Linked DNA regions of Pan troglodytes: region 2 is linked to region 1. The links are chromatin contacts, called in public HiChIP or PLAC-seq maps. All regions are on one chromosome and are shown on one strand. Each heading gives the region's core, a stretch centred on a gene start, on an enhancer-like site or on the middle of the called end of the contact. The rest is flanking DNA. Distances are from core to core; before and after follow the strand shown. Region 1 holds the start of RPL7 (ribosomal protein L7). Region 2 holds the start of ELOC (elongin C).

What was found. HiChIP or PLAC-seq counts read pairs in DNA pulled down with a chosen protein or histone mark.
Region 2: an H3K4me3 HiChIP or PLAC-seq map of stem cell-derived excitatory neurons shows a contact between it and region 1, with 2.8 times the contacts expected there. The contact joins the promoter of ELOC here to the promoter of RPL7 in region 1. A contact is called at or near these places in 1 of 7 Hi-C or Micro-C datasets (stem cell-derived neural progenitor cells) and 1 of 1 datasets of contacts at active chromatin or transcription factors (stem cell-derived excitatory neurons).

What each region holds. Positions count from the first base shown.
Region 1 is chr7:81,946,185-81,953,479 of NHGRI_mPanTro3-v2.0_pri, forward strand. RPL7 (ribosomal protein L7) reads right to left here and starts at 3,969. Exons shown (of 7, transcript XM_063816398.1): 1 at 3,846-3,969; 2 at 2,668-2,776; 3 at 2,218-2,384; 4 at 1,751-1,888; 5 at 1,530-1,639; 6 at 1,021-1,230; 7 at 618-682. The coding sequence starts at 2,670. The coding sequence ends at 1,022. RDH10 (retinol dehydrogenase 10) reads left to right here and starts at 4,582. Exons shown (of 6, transcript XM_528167.9): 1 at 4,582-5,558; 2 at 7,176-7,295. The coding sequence starts at 5,270.
Region 2 is chr7:82,624,504-82,631,761 of NHGRI_mPanTro3-v2.0_pri, forward strand. It overlaps ELOC (elongin C), which reads right to left and starts at 1,796. Exons shown (of 4, transcript NM_001252005.1): 1 at 1,749-1,796. TMEM70 (transmembrane protein 70) reads left to right here and starts at 5,492. Exons shown (of 3, transcript XM_016959580.3): 1 at 5,492-6,088. The coding sequence starts at 5,879.

The DNA.
Region 1 (7,295 bases), core at 2,719-5,218:
TGTTCACTAGTCTAGGTGAAACAATACATCAAGTATAAAGGAATGTTATTTACAAAAAAACCTTTGAAGTTTTTGCCCATTAATTTCACCAGATGCTCTGAAATAATTTGCATCCCTGGGCACAAATTTCATGCCTTCCTTCATAATACCCACAGTATGTAACAATTATTAGTAACTCACGTAAGTATGGCAAAAGATGCAAAACAAGAACACAAAAATGGAATGCAAAAGGAAAACAACACATTTACATGGCAGTTTATAAACAAGCGAAGGCCCGAGAAATAAATTTTAGCAACTAAATTCAATTTTTTCCATAAACCAAAGTTGGATTACCTTACCGACAAATCATGTACAAATGCTTGTGAAACAGGCTTTCTTAGAATAAACCCATTTCGAATCACTCAGCACAGTTAAAAAACAAAAAATTAAAATCTTTTGTAGAGAAAAGCCTTTTAAAAACCCAAGAGATGTCTTTCACACAGACTCCACCCTGATTTTGCATGAAATGGGCTGTTGATTTGGCTTAATTTTATCACACACCAGACTTGCCACAGTAGTTAAGGGAAGACAGAGGCAGGCTAACAACAACAACAAAAAATCACAAATACAACAATATATTTCAATTTGAGAGCAAGTACTGTTTATTAACCAACCAGCTTAGAAAAATAATCATGGTAGACACCTGAAAGGAAAAAAGAAAACCATTAGAAAACACTTTAGGCAGCTAACAATTAACATAAACTAGGCAGTTATAAAGTAATGATTGAGTTTACATTTTTAAGACCACCCAATTTCCATCTTTAAAGACTCCCCAAAACAGGCTTTTCCTTTCCTCCAGAAAGGTCCTCAAAAGCAGTAAACAAACCAACTGTAATCATTAAGATAGTTGACCCCCACTCCCCACAAAAGCACTGATTAAAATTCAAACCCCCATCAATATTTAATGGGAAAAGTATTCAAGATTACCACCACTTATACTCTTAACATTAACTCAACCTTTCTCAGGATGAGGTCTCTCACCTTAGTTCATTCTTCTAATAAGCCTGTTGATCTGGTCCTCCCTGTTGCCAGCATCTCCACCTTCTACAAAATGGGTGGTCTTTTTCTTCATTCCACCTCGTGGAGAAGACAATTTGAAGGGCCACAGGAAGTTATTTGCCTCTTTGAAGCGTTTTCCAACAGTATAGATCTCATGAATCAAATCCTCCATGCAGATGATGCCGTATTTACCTAAATATTTTAAGGTTATTTAAGATTATTAAAGTTGCAAAAAGTTTTGAAATAATTATTCAAAATCTTTTTGAATAGGCTGTGAGATAAAAACATAACCAGGAATAAACAAGGTAAATGCATGGCTTTACAAAGATAAGGTTCAAGCTAATGAAACCATGTCTTACGTTTTCTTTTAAGCTAAATCAAGAATCATAGGGAACACATGAAGATTCACAATAGTGAGAAATGTACGGCCACAAGAGGGTGAGAAATTATCGCATGGTCTAATACCAAATTTTCCCCCAAATAGAACCTACCAAGAGATCGAGCAATCAAAGCGTTATCTGTCAAAGCAATTCGCTTCTTATTGATTTTGCCATAACCACGCTTGTAGATTAGTTCATTTACTGACTTCAGATTGGGGTACCTGAAGTGAAAAAGCAAACAAAAATAAGGTGACCACTGTTAAAACATCTAAAATTCATGTTGCTACATAACCAATTTATCAAATAGAAATCAAAGGAGAAAAGAGACTTACCCCCATGCAATATATGGCTCTACAATCCTCAGCATGTTAATCGAAGCCTTGTTGAGCTTTACAAAGGTTCCATTGAAGATTTGACGAAGGCGAAGAAGCTGCAACACCTTTCGAACCTTTGGGCTCACTCCATTGATACTGTGGTGAAAACAGACCAGAAATGCATTTGCCTTTCATCGAAATTTTTATTAATACTAACCATTATAGTTTTGAATATCGAATCCTACCTAAACAGATAGGAATCCTCTCATGTTACACACTGAATTTCTGTATTCTATTAAGAGAAGGGATAGGAGCTTGGGGAACATGGCTCGCAACTAAACCATTAGTGATCAGCACCCTCCTTGTTCTAGCTTCCCCTAAAATATTGTTCCTCCAGTGTTTCAGAATCAGGGCTCCCAGAAGTAATGTGAAGTTTTTTTTTTTTTTTTCCCTTTCAAACCCGAATGCAGTAAAACTGAACTTACCCTCTGATTCTGATGACAAACGCCAATTTGGGTTCTGCAGGTACATAGAAGTTGCCAGCTTTTCTTGCCATCCTCGCCATTCGAATTTCAGTTCTGTACATCTGCCTATATTCCTTGTGATAGTGCTTTGCTTTTTCATAGATAAGCTTCCTCCTTGCCTTTCGAAGCTGAAAACCAATAATCAGTTATTCATAATTTTTAGCTCAATCACAATTAGCAATGCCAATTATTAAAAAGAAAACTAAAACACGTTTCCTTTAAATCTTTTCTTGCCACAGTATGCAATTACATCCCCCACCAAAAAACCCCACTACCTTCAGATTGTAACATTAGGGAGCTAAGCAATTACTCAGTACGGTTAGGAAGTAAATCTTGCCAAGAACATTCACCTCATCCTCAATCCCAATAAGGCGCCTCCTTATGTGCTAGTGCCTCAAAAAGTTTACTTACCATCTTTTGGGCAAACTTCTTTCTCAGGCGCTTGATCTTCAGCTCTGCGAAATTCCTTCGCTTTTTCTTAAGGGTTTCTGGCACAGCAGGAACCTCCTTCTTCTTCTCTCTAACGTTAATAAACAAAAATGTTATCAATAGCTCAAAAAGCTCACAGCGCTGAATTACTCCCGTACTGAGCAGTGTTGTTTACCAGAAATGCTGTCACTGACTTTAGTCACTAGTAACTTTACTTGTTCTGGCATGCTACAGTGTACGATGCATATTTTAGCTCCATGTCAATAACCTTTAACACCATGTTGCCTAAAACGCAATCACAAATATGACAATAGCAATACGTTTTTCCCTATTTCAACCAAGAGGCCCGGCCTCCGACGACTAATTAAAAAACAAAAACAAAAAAAACACACCAACACCCGAATAACAAAATGTACTAGCTGAAAGACTACTGCAAGGCACTGACCCCGAGACTTTAAACGCAAAAATTAAAAAATAAAAATAAAAAAAAAAACAAGCCACCACCACTCTGGTTCAATCAGGATCCACATGTTGAAAGCAAAGGCCTGGCGGCAGGTCGGCCTGTACCAAGCACCAGCCAAGGACGAACACAATGCTGAGGTTCTGCGCCTCCCCCGAAAGACCCTCTACCGAGGACTGGGCCGTCAGCCAACCGACGGGTTCCACACACATTCCAACCCAACATCTCGTTCCCGGGATCTCCAAAACCTCCGTCCTAAGACCGCCCGCATCCCAACCCCAGCCTCGGGTCCCCACTGGTGTCACAAAGCGTCACAATGAAGCAGGGAGGTGGGCAAAGGTGCAAGCTACGGCCAGAGAGAGAAAAAGTGGCACAAAAAGTATCTGGCTCTGGAGATGGAGAAGGATTCTCAAGAGGACCAGAAGCAACTCACTCTACACCCTCCATGGTTCCAGCCGGAAAAAGAGGAAGTTGGCGCATGCGTACTGTCCACTTAAAGACTTCGCGAGAGAAGCCCCACGACTCATAGGTGTCTTAGAATAAGCCGGAAAAGAATCCAGAACTAAAAAGCCGCCTTGCAGACGCAAAGAACTCCCTGATTTAGCCTCTTTCAACAAACTTTCGGGTAAAACTTGTTTGAAGAAAATATATGCATTTGATTAGACTTTTTAATCAATTCAAGAGCAAAGAGTGCTGACACCTTGGCAACTCCGGGTCCTAATCCCCAGGCTGCGCTGACAGGATTAGGCTCCGTTCCTCCCCATAATGTTCCCAGGACGAGCCTCATGGGGACGAACTACAAATCCCAGCATGCACCAGTCTTCGCCCGCCCGGCGGGAGGGCAACGGGTGACCAGGACCGCAGGCAAGCACCGCGGCGACGGTTCCAGCCAGGAAAATGAGAGCCTCTTGGGCCACGTTCCAAACGGCTAGCTGCAATTCGAAGTCACTTTTGGCCGCCCTCCCGGCTCCCTGCCGCGGTAGTCGCAGACTACACCCCTTTCGCCGCTCCGCGAGGTCCTTGTCGTCGCTCCAGCCCACAGGGCTGTCTTCCGCAGCGCCTGATCGCAGGCGGGGCGGTCTGGAGTGCTCTGGCTTACGAAAAGTGGCTAGCCAGGGACCAGTGGGGACCGGACGGCCGGAGGAGGATGGCCGGGGCTCTGCTGACTGCCGAGCTCGGCAGGCGGAGGCCAGGACACCCCACGGGAGGGGGCGTGAGCTGCGAAGGGAGGTGCGAGGAGGGCTGAGGTTGCGGCCACGGCCGTGTGAGAGGGGCTACCCCGCTCGGCTCCGCGGACGGCTGGCGGGCTGGGGGCTGGGCCGGGGGCGGGGTGCGCCCGGGGGCGGGGAGGCCGGGCGGAGGGAGGGCCGATGCCGAGGCTGGCGCGGGCTCTTCCCGGTCGCGGGGTTATATAGCGCGGAGCGTGGAGCCCGCTCAGAGCCGGCCCGGAGCGCTCTGACTTGCAAGCGGGCTACGCTGCGGAGCCCAGTGCCCGAGTGACAGCCGCGGAGAGTGCAGGGCCGGGGAACGCGAGCCCTCAGGGGCATCTGCAAGGCGTTGGGCAGCGCTTGCCTGCGCCGTGCGAGTTTCCCCTTCCCGGCGCTCCGCCGCCCCGCACCCCACTCTCCCACCCTCTCGCAACTTGGGTCGAGTTGACAACTCCCGCGGCAGCCTGCTGGCCCGTGCCGCCTCCGCTGCGCACCCCTCCCCCGGGGTGAGAGGGAGCCGGCGCGCCGGTTCCGGGGACGCTCGGGCGGCAGCAGCTTGGCCATGAGGGCAGTTCGAGTCGTCTAACTCGCGGCTGTCACCGCCACTGCAGCGGAGCCGGCCGGCCGGGCGCTGCGGGACGGGCGGGCGGCTGCCGGCAGGAGGCGCCGAGCCGGGTGACTGCCGCGGCGGGCACAGTCCGGGGCCACAGCGCCGAGCCCGGGCGGGAGTGGCCCCGCGCAGGCAGGGAGCGGCGCCGCGCACTCCAACCCGGCGGGCACCTCGGGGGCGGGCGCGGGGCGCAGCCTTCTCGTCCCGGCCTCTGTGACAAGCGCCCCGGAGCCGGGAGCCCGATTGCCGGGCTCGGGGTGGGCGCGGACGCAGGCACTGGGCTCGTGCGGGGCCCCGGGCGTCGCGATGAACATCGTGGTGGAGTTCTTCGTGGTTACTTTCAAAGTGCTCTGGGCGTTCGTGCTGGCCGCGGCGCGCTGGCTGGTGCGGCCCAAGGAGAAGAGCGTGGCGGGCCAGGTGTGCCTCATCACCGGCGCCGGCAGCGGCCTGGGCCGCCTCTTCGCGCTGGAGTTCGCCCGGCGTCGGGCGCTGCTGGTGCTGTGGGACATCAACACGCAAAGCAACGAGGAGACGGCTGGCATGGTGCGCCACATCTACCGCGACCTGGAGGCGGCCGACGCCGCCGCGCTGCAAGGTAACCTGGACCCGCGCGGGAGCATTGTTGGGTCAAGCCTCTTTCCACCCCGCGCCCTACCACGGCAGGCCCCAAATCCCGCTGCCTGGTCAGCCCCGCTGTGGAGGAAAGGAACACCCCACCGGTCTTTCGGGAGACGAGTGGAATTCGCTCCCTGATAAAGGAACGCGATCACTTCTGTATTACCAGGGAGAAGGTGCCCTGTCCTCGCGGAGGTTCGGTCTCTGGGGACCACGCGGGGGGCGGGGGAGGGTTTCCTAAGCCCTCCGGGGTAGGGAAGGCGGAGGGAACTTGTTACCACAGGTTTGGATCCCAAAGAAATGTCTTGCTCCGACTTACAAGCGGCGCGATGGGAAACTGAAGCGTCTTTGGGAAGTTGTTCTGACTAGACTGAAGAAGTGTCTGTCTTACTGTGGTCTGAACCCCTTAGACGAGGGCAGTATTGACGGTTTCATTATAAGTTTAGCCTGAGGAACATAATTACATTGTTTCGCCAGCGATAAGTGCTTTAGTTACATTCCCTGAGCGTGATTGAAAGACGCCTTGCTTCCTAAGAGAAAGCTCTTGGAGGATTTAGGCTTCGTTGTAAATTTCTTCCATGTTTTTGGTCACCCCAGAAAATCTGCATTTCTGAATACTTATTAACTAACCTGAATCTGAGATTTTTTTTTTTTAAGCCAAAGCAAAGTCCATAACCAACCATAAATATTGGTTCAGGAAATTTGATAATGGCTGTTGGTTTTTAACAAAATTTTTCATTTTTAGGGAAAACATTTACCTGTACGGAGAAAATTGACTTGGGCACTTCTCCCCTGTATTGATAATTTATCATCAAACTTATTGATACCTGCGTTTTTAATTTAAGGGTGAAAATGTACCATTTTCATTGGTGGTATGGAGGTGTAGCAAATACAGATTTTTGTGCTCCCTGCCGAAACCTAAAAGATAAGGGTATTCATTTTCCAGGATACCGATTTTGGTTTTTAAATTGTCAAGTTCTTATGCGGTAAAATTGCATATTTACCTGTAACTTGATTTGTGAGAGTACTTCTTAGAGGAGTCAGCTAGCCCAGTTAGAACAAGCCAGTGATCCCTATTTCTTCATTAAAAATTGTGGATTCATTTCTTGGCTTTGGATGAATTCAGATTATTAATTGCAGTTTTGATTTGTGAGCCTTGAAGTGAGTTTCCATTTTGAGGGTTCTCATACTAAAGACTAAGAGCTGTTTCTCTTGGGCCACTGTTTCCCCAAAAAAAGAGGAGTGTGTAGTGTGTGTGTGTTGTTCTCTGAGCTCTGGGCTGAGATCAGTTCTTTGCAGGTGTCTTTAGCTCCAGCAAGCTGATCCCATGTGGTCTACTTGTATTGGGCTTGTCACAATTACATGACTTTCCCCTAAGCAAAGTTATCCAGTAAATTGCTGTAATTCCCAAAGACTTCATGGGAGGAAGGCAGCTGTAAAGCTCAGTCGTTGGCAAGCCTTGCAGCGTTAGAAATTTGAAGCTCACTGTAGTATTTTTGTTTTGTGTGATCTTTGTCCTACTGATCGCCATGTGACTCACTTTCTGCACTTCCTTCTCTTTTGCATGTTTTCTCCTCATCTGGACTTCTGAGGACAGCTGGGAATGGTGAGGAAGAAATTCTGCCCCACTGTAACTTGCAGGTTTTTACCTACACCTGTGATGTGGGGAAGAGGGAGAACGTCTACCTGACGGCTGAAAGAGTCCGCAAGGAGGTTG
Region 2 (7,258 bases), core at 546-3,045, 680 kb after region 1:
ATTTTAGAAGATTTAAACAATTAAATATCACTTTAGAACTTGATGTATAGGACTGACTATAACTTCTGGCTGTAAACTAGTGCCTATTATATTACAGAATTACCATCTGGCAATGCATACACGTGTATTTTTTGAATGGTAGTTATCAAATTTCATATTTAAGAAAAAGAGGAACGGTCACTTAATATTAAACAGGGACCCCAAATCATCATTGGCAAGAAACAATAAATATCCATTATAGTACGTACCACAGCTGTTTCCTTGCCATTGTATCTCCAGAATGAATAAATCCACATGTAAACTGCTACGTTTCAACATGATTATAATGTAAATGAGATCAGACATATGTCATTTTAGGTAACTGAATAGAAAAGGAAACAACTTTCGGGGATCAAAAAGCAAATATGGAGCCAAGCGCGGTGGCTCACGCCTGTAATCGTAGCTCTTTGGGAGGTGGAGGCGGGCGGATCACCAGAGCTCAGGAGTCCAGCCTGACCAACATGGTGAAACCCCATCTCTACTAAAAAAAAAAAAAAAAACAAAATTAGCCGGCAGTGGCGGTGCGCGCCTGTAATCCCAGCTGCTCCAGAGGCTGAGGCAGGAGAATGGCTTGAACCCCGGATGCGGAGGTTGCAGTGAGCCGAGATCAAGTCACTGCACTCCAGCCTCAGGACAGAGCGAGACTCCGTCTCAAAAAAAAAAAAAAAAAAAAAAAAAGAAAAGAAAAAGAAAAAAAAGCAAATATGGCAGTTAAAAAGTGAGAAAGTGAGGTTTTAAGACACTAAAGAATTTCAAGGCCAGGCGCGGTGGCTCACGCCTGTAACCCCAGCACTTTGGGAGGCCGACGGGGGCGGATCACTTGAGGTCAGGAGTTCCACACCAGCCTGGCCAACATGTCGAAACCCCGTCTCTACTAATAATAGATTAGTCAGGCGTGGTGGCATGCGCCTTGGTCCCAGCTACGTGGGAGGCTGAGGCAGGAGAATCACTTGAACCTGGGAGGCAGAGGTTGCAGCAAGCTGAAAACGAACCACTGCACTCTAGCCTGGGCAACAAGAGCAAGTCTGTCTCCCCCGGCCCCCTAAAAAAGAATTTCGGTTTTCTACACTAAAAGCAATGTGGAGTAGAAATGCTCACTCTAAATGGCACAAACTCCACAGTTATATGTTACTCAACAGATCTCAGTTCCTTAAGAGAAACTCAATGGGCACAGTATTTCACACTAGATACCTCCTTTCAGACAAGACTGGACGGGCAGTAGATGCACGATACCCCCAACTCATGAAGTCGAGCATAGAATCACCCAACAAGTTACCCAGAAGATAAACTTCTCGGGTACTGCAGCTAGAAGAAGCGAGAGACCTCTCCCTGGGCTAGGGACTGACTTCAAGAAAAGAACTAATCTGAGCGGACACGAGGAACAAGCAGAAAGGAAAAGCGACAGGGCTACCATGCTCCTAACTCCACCCTCCCGCGCTCAGCCCGGAGAATGCCCAGTCTCGCTGGCTGCTGCCCCTCCTTCCACCTCTTTCCAAACCCACCGAGCGGCGCCAGGAAAGGTCCCGCCGCCCTCTTCTCCCCTCCCCCAAACTAGGGGCTGGGGAGGCCCAAGGAGGTTAACAGCTTCCGTTCCTTCCCCGCCCAGAAGGGAAGGGGTGGGAAGTGGGATTGCGAGCTCGTCCAGTCTCGGCCTCCCTCGCCCTCCACCCTTACCCGGAGCTCCGTTTCCGCCCCAGCCCGAGACTCACTCGTCAGTCCCGCAGCCACCGCAGCCGGGTCCCCGCGTACTGCCACAGCCCCTATCCCAGGGCCGCCCCCCCACCCCCAGCTGCCTGCTCCGGTGGGTTCCGGGGCAGTCGAAAGAATTACTTCCGCTGGGTCAGAGCCGCTTTCTGCGACGCGCGGGAGATCCGTACCTGGTGAGGCGAGGACGCAGAGTGTGTCGCTCACTTCCGTCTGGAGGTAGTGCGTAGCGCCCTACTCTTTTCCCCTATAGTAGGCCAGCCTATGAACGCAACCGGCAAATTTTGACCAATCCGAGTCTAGCTCTTCTGGATTCCCAGCATGCAGCGCAGACCCTGATCCAATTGCTGTAAAGACGCGTCCTTAGAGAGGCTCTCGGGAGTCCGAGAGAGCACTGCATTCTGGGATTTGTAGTTTCTCTGGTGGATACCGTCGGCGTTGGGACCGAGGCATCCCTGCATCCTGGGACTTGTAGTTTCTCGCACTGCGTGTTAATATTTTGGTGGTTTCAGAGACTGTCTGTACCTCTCATTTAGGGTTACGCCTGGAGGTGGGAGACTGCTGAGGAAAGATTGAAACGTGGGAGGGCGGTTTCTTTGCTAACGAGATCGTACTCTTTATGAAGCAGCATCTGTCCCTGGTGAAAAGTTGCTGTGCGTGCTGAAGAGCCAGCACAGCAACGACTAGCGCAATCGGCTGGCCTCATTTCCTCTCTTCCCGGTAGAATTCAATGTTAACTGAAAACTAACCACGTCCCCCACTCCACCCGCGAGGGTCCTGCCTTTGCCTCTGGGTTAGCTCAGCTGTCCTGGATCCCGAGCTCACGCACAGAAAATCCAGGCGCCTGCCAACACCGTTACTCAGTTTTTGGGAACTTCTTTCTCATTCCACGCCCCGCTTCCCACCCCCCGCGTTTCCTATGGTAAGATATACAGACACCTTTCCAGGAAGGCTGAAACAGCTAAATAAAGTTCACCTTCTACTGTTTTCCAGGAGTGTGGCATGAAGAGAATGTATGTAGGGCCAAGACAACATTACAAGGTGCTCAACGAGGCACTTTGTGTGCTCAAAAAATAGATAACAGGCTATCTAGAGTTTGTTGAACTGAGGACTTGCCAGAAAGGCTTTTTTTTTGTTTAATTTAGTTGATTTGGTAGATAAAAGACATTGGTTTTTTATAATTAGTTGCAATAATCAAGGAGATTGTCTTGGATAATTTTTTAAAGCCTTTACAGAAATCAGAACAAAGATTTTTTGGCTGTAATGGTAGCTCGAAGTAGAGTTTGGTGGGGAGGACAGGCATGGAGGTGCAGATGAGGAGGCTGTAGGCCCCTTTTCTTTTCTCTTCTCTTTTCTTTCCTTCTTTTTTATTGAGAGGGTGTCTCGCTCTGTCTCCCAGGCTGGCGTGCAGTGGCGCAATCTCGGCTCACTGCAGCCTCCACCTCCCAGGCCCAAGCAATTCTCGTGCCTCAGCCCCCTGAGTAGCTGGGATTACGGGTGTGCTCCACCACGCCGGGCGACTTTTTTCTGTGTTTTTAGTGAAGACGGGGTTTCACCATGTTGGCCAGGCTGGTCTCAAACTCCTGACCACAAGTGATCCGCCCACCTTGGCCTCCCAAAGTGCTGGGATTACAGCCGTGAGCCACTGCGCGCGGCCTAAAAACATCCTTAAAATCATTCTAAAATCCCATTAGTTTATATTTAACAAATGTCTCTAACTTACTGGAACTGGAAAATCCATCTAACATAAATAACAATTCTATGTAAATCTATGGTACAGAGTTTTCAGACTATAATCTGATTTTATCTATTTAGAAATTTTGAGAAATAGATCAAACAAAAGTTTTTATTTTCATTTACTTACAGTATTTGTAGGGGGAACAGCTTTACAGAAGATAAAAAATTTGAGTTCTCTCAATATAGTTAAGAAAAACATTTTTATGTGAAAATTTTATATATATCAGCAAAATAATAGAGTGAATATTGATTGTGAGTGAATTACCCTAAACAGAAGAGTCTTTAAAATGTAAATAGGCCAGGTGTGGTAGCTCAGGTTCTGTGACACTTTGGGAGGCCCAGGCAGGAGGATCCCTTGATTCCAGGAGCTCAAGACCAGCCTGGGCAACAAAAGGAAACCCTGTATGCACTAAAAATACAAAAATTAGCTGGGCATGGTGACGTGGCCTGTAGTCCCAGGTACTTGGGAGGCTGAAGTGAGAGGAACACTTGAGCCTGGGAGGTCAAGGCTGCAGTGAGCTATGATGGTGCCACTGCACTCCAGCCTGGGCGACAGAGCAAGACCCTGTCTCAAAAACAAAATAAAAGGTGGGCACAGTGGCTCACCCTTGTAATTCCAGCACTTTGGGAGGCTGAGGTGGGCGGATAGCTTGAGCCTCAGGAGTTTGAGACCAACCTGGGCTATATGGTGAAACTCCATCTCTACTATTAAAACAAATATTAAAATAAAAATAAACAAAATGTAAGTAGAAGCTAACTTTTTATAAAATAAAGTTATCCATATAGAGGTATTATCGTTATTTCCTTCTGAATACTCCCCCCAATAGACAGTATTTGGAGTTGCCAACATGATCATATTCTATTGATTTTATTTTTATTTTTGAGACAGGGTCTAGCTGTGTCACTCAGTGCAGTGGTGCAATCAGGGCTCACTGCAGCCTCAACCTCTTGGGCTCAAGTGATCCTTCCACCTCAGCCTCCCAAGTAGCTGGGACTACAGGCAGGTGCCACCATGCCCAGCTAATTTAAAAATTTTTTGTAGAGACAGGGTCTCACTTTGTTGCCCAGGCTGGTCTCAAACTCCTGGAATCAAGTGATCCTCTCACCTGGGCCTCCATGTAGTATTGGAATTGCAGGCGTGAGCTCCCACCCCTGGCCACACATTATTTTAGACTATGAATTTGTTCCTCTCCGGTGCAAATAACATGTCAAATCAAAAACATGTATAGTTCTGCAGTGGTAAACAAAAGTGTGTTTCTATTACTAAGATGCTCATCCTTCAAGACTGAGCTAAATGTGAAGCCAGTCTGAAGACATTCTGAGGCAAAATTAATCATGTTCTTCTTTGTACTTCTGTGGCATTTGTTTGTTCTTTTTTTTGAGACACGGTGTCACTTTGTGGTCCAGGCTGGAGTGCAGTAGTGTGGTCTTGGCTCACTGAAGCCTCGACTTTGGGCTCAAGCAATCCTACCATGTCAGCCTCCTGGGTAGCTGGGACCACAGGCACACACTTACCATGTGTGGCTTATTTTTGTTTTAGGTTTTTTTTTTTTTTTTTTGTAGAGACGGGGTCTCCCTGTATTGCTCAGGCTGGTCTCAAACTCCTGGCCTCAAGAGATCTTCCTGCCTAAACCTCCCAAAGCGCAGGGATTACAGGTGTAAGCCACCACGGCCAGCCACATTTTGTATATTGCGGTGTCTCAATTATATTACATTATATTCTAGCCAATTTTCAGGTATTTTCCTCCACTGTTTAAGCACTGTGGATTCCCAGTTTAATCTAGTATTTTGTATCCTCTGCTCCTAGCTCAGTCCTGGCAATAGACTCAGTACCTCTTTAACAAGTAATGAATCAATGTGTATATGGATGTGAATGATTTCCGAAGACAAATCTGGTAACACCTATCAATATTACATGAACAATTCCATTTATTTTCCTCCAACCCGATGATTCAATTAAGTTATCACTCATTTTTGTTCAAATCGTATATTCTTCCTTCTGTGCCAACAGGCTAGAATCATTTTCCGCAAAGGAAACAGTTTTTAGTGATGTCGTCCACGAGAAAAAAAAAATATTTAACCCTGGCTTCTGGGCATTGTCATTCTCGTACAGCCCTCTGCCCCTCCACACTGTTATAAAGAAGGTAAAATTCTAGGAAGGAGGAGCCGCTCAGCCAAGGACAGAGCGGCGGGCTCCCAGCTCAGCTGGCGGATAACGCGCGCGGCCGGGAAGGCGGCAGGCGGGCGGCAGATTCTGCGCACGCGCGGGCAGCCCAGCTGCCAGTCAGGCGTCCCGGGCTGGGCATACGCCACTTGTGCCGCAGTCGGGTGGGAAGCCGTGTCTCGCAGTCGTGGACTCCTGCAGCTGGGGCGTCCGCAGCCGCTCGTCACCCGCGTGATGCTGTTTCTGGCGTTGGGCCGCCCGTGGGCGGTCGAACTGCCTCTCTGCGGAAGGAGGACTGCATTGTGTGCGGCCGCCGCGCTCCGAGGTCCCCGGGCCTCTGTCTCCCGGGCGTCCTCCAGCAGCGGGCCTTCGGGGCCGGTAGCCGGCTGGAGTACGGGGCCTTGGGGAGCCGCGCGCCTTCTCCGGCGTCCGGGTCGAGCGCAGGTAGGGCGTCCGAGGTCTGGTGTCCCAAGTGAGGCGGAGAGGGCGGGCGTCGTGTCGGGCCTGGTGAGCCCCAGCGGCTCTTCGCGACCTCTCCCAGGTGTCCGTGGCTGGAGCGCGGGAGGAGCCCCCTCTGCGGGGCTTGCAGAAGTAGCAGGCCGAGGGCCCCGGGGTCCTCAGCCTCCGCGAGTCCAGGAGAACGGCTGGAAAGTGCTTACTTTTATGGTAGTTCCAAATCCAGAGGGTTTGTGGTGACAACTATATGTAGTTCCTTTTCTGCCCTTGAGTAGAAGCTTAGAAGTGTTAATTTGCAAAAAATTGGATGCAGCACCTGGAAATAGAACCGAAAGAGCCAGGTTAACCTGACTTTGAGCTTGTTCTACTTTTATGAGGTGGCTGTACTTTTAAGAATTACTTTGGTCCCTGGGAAAAGGGGGATGCAGATGTTAATTCTTTTATTTTGATCTGAATAAATTGTCTTCTAATTCTACTCTGTAAAATATCAGGATTGGCAAACCTGGTTAAAACTTGGAAGAAATGCTTAAAATGGAAATTGGAATCTAATTACATTTCAGCATTGAGGAATTAGGCATGCCTTTTACATTTTGAAGTGTATACACTGTGAAACTCATTTTCAGATGTATGGGGAACGCTTCTGTTCCCTTGAAATTTGATGTAGGATTTCAAGTAAATTTTATTTCTTTTTTTTGGAGGTGAAGTCTCGCTCTGTCACCCTGGTTGGAGTGCAGTGATGTGATCTTGGCTCACTGCAACCTCCACCTTCCGGGTTCAAGCGATTCTCCTGCCTCAGCCTCCCCAGTAGTTGGGATTACAGGCGCGCTCCACCACACCCCGGCTGATTTTTTTTTTTGTATTTTTAGTAGAGACGGGGTTTCACCGTGTTGGCCAGGCTCGTCTTAAACTCCTGACCTCAAATGATCCTCCTGCCTCGGCCTGTCAAAGGGTTGGGATTACAGGCGTGAGCCGCTGTGCCCAGCCAAATTTTATTTCTTGTCAAGAAATAAGAGGACCAGGGGATACACGGTATTTACAAGGTCTTTAGAGAAAGATTTGATCTCTTTAATACTATCATATAAATATTTTAGCAGTATTTGTAAAAGGCCTGGACTTTAAATATAATCTGAGTTTGCGGAGTATTTTACTTAAATTATT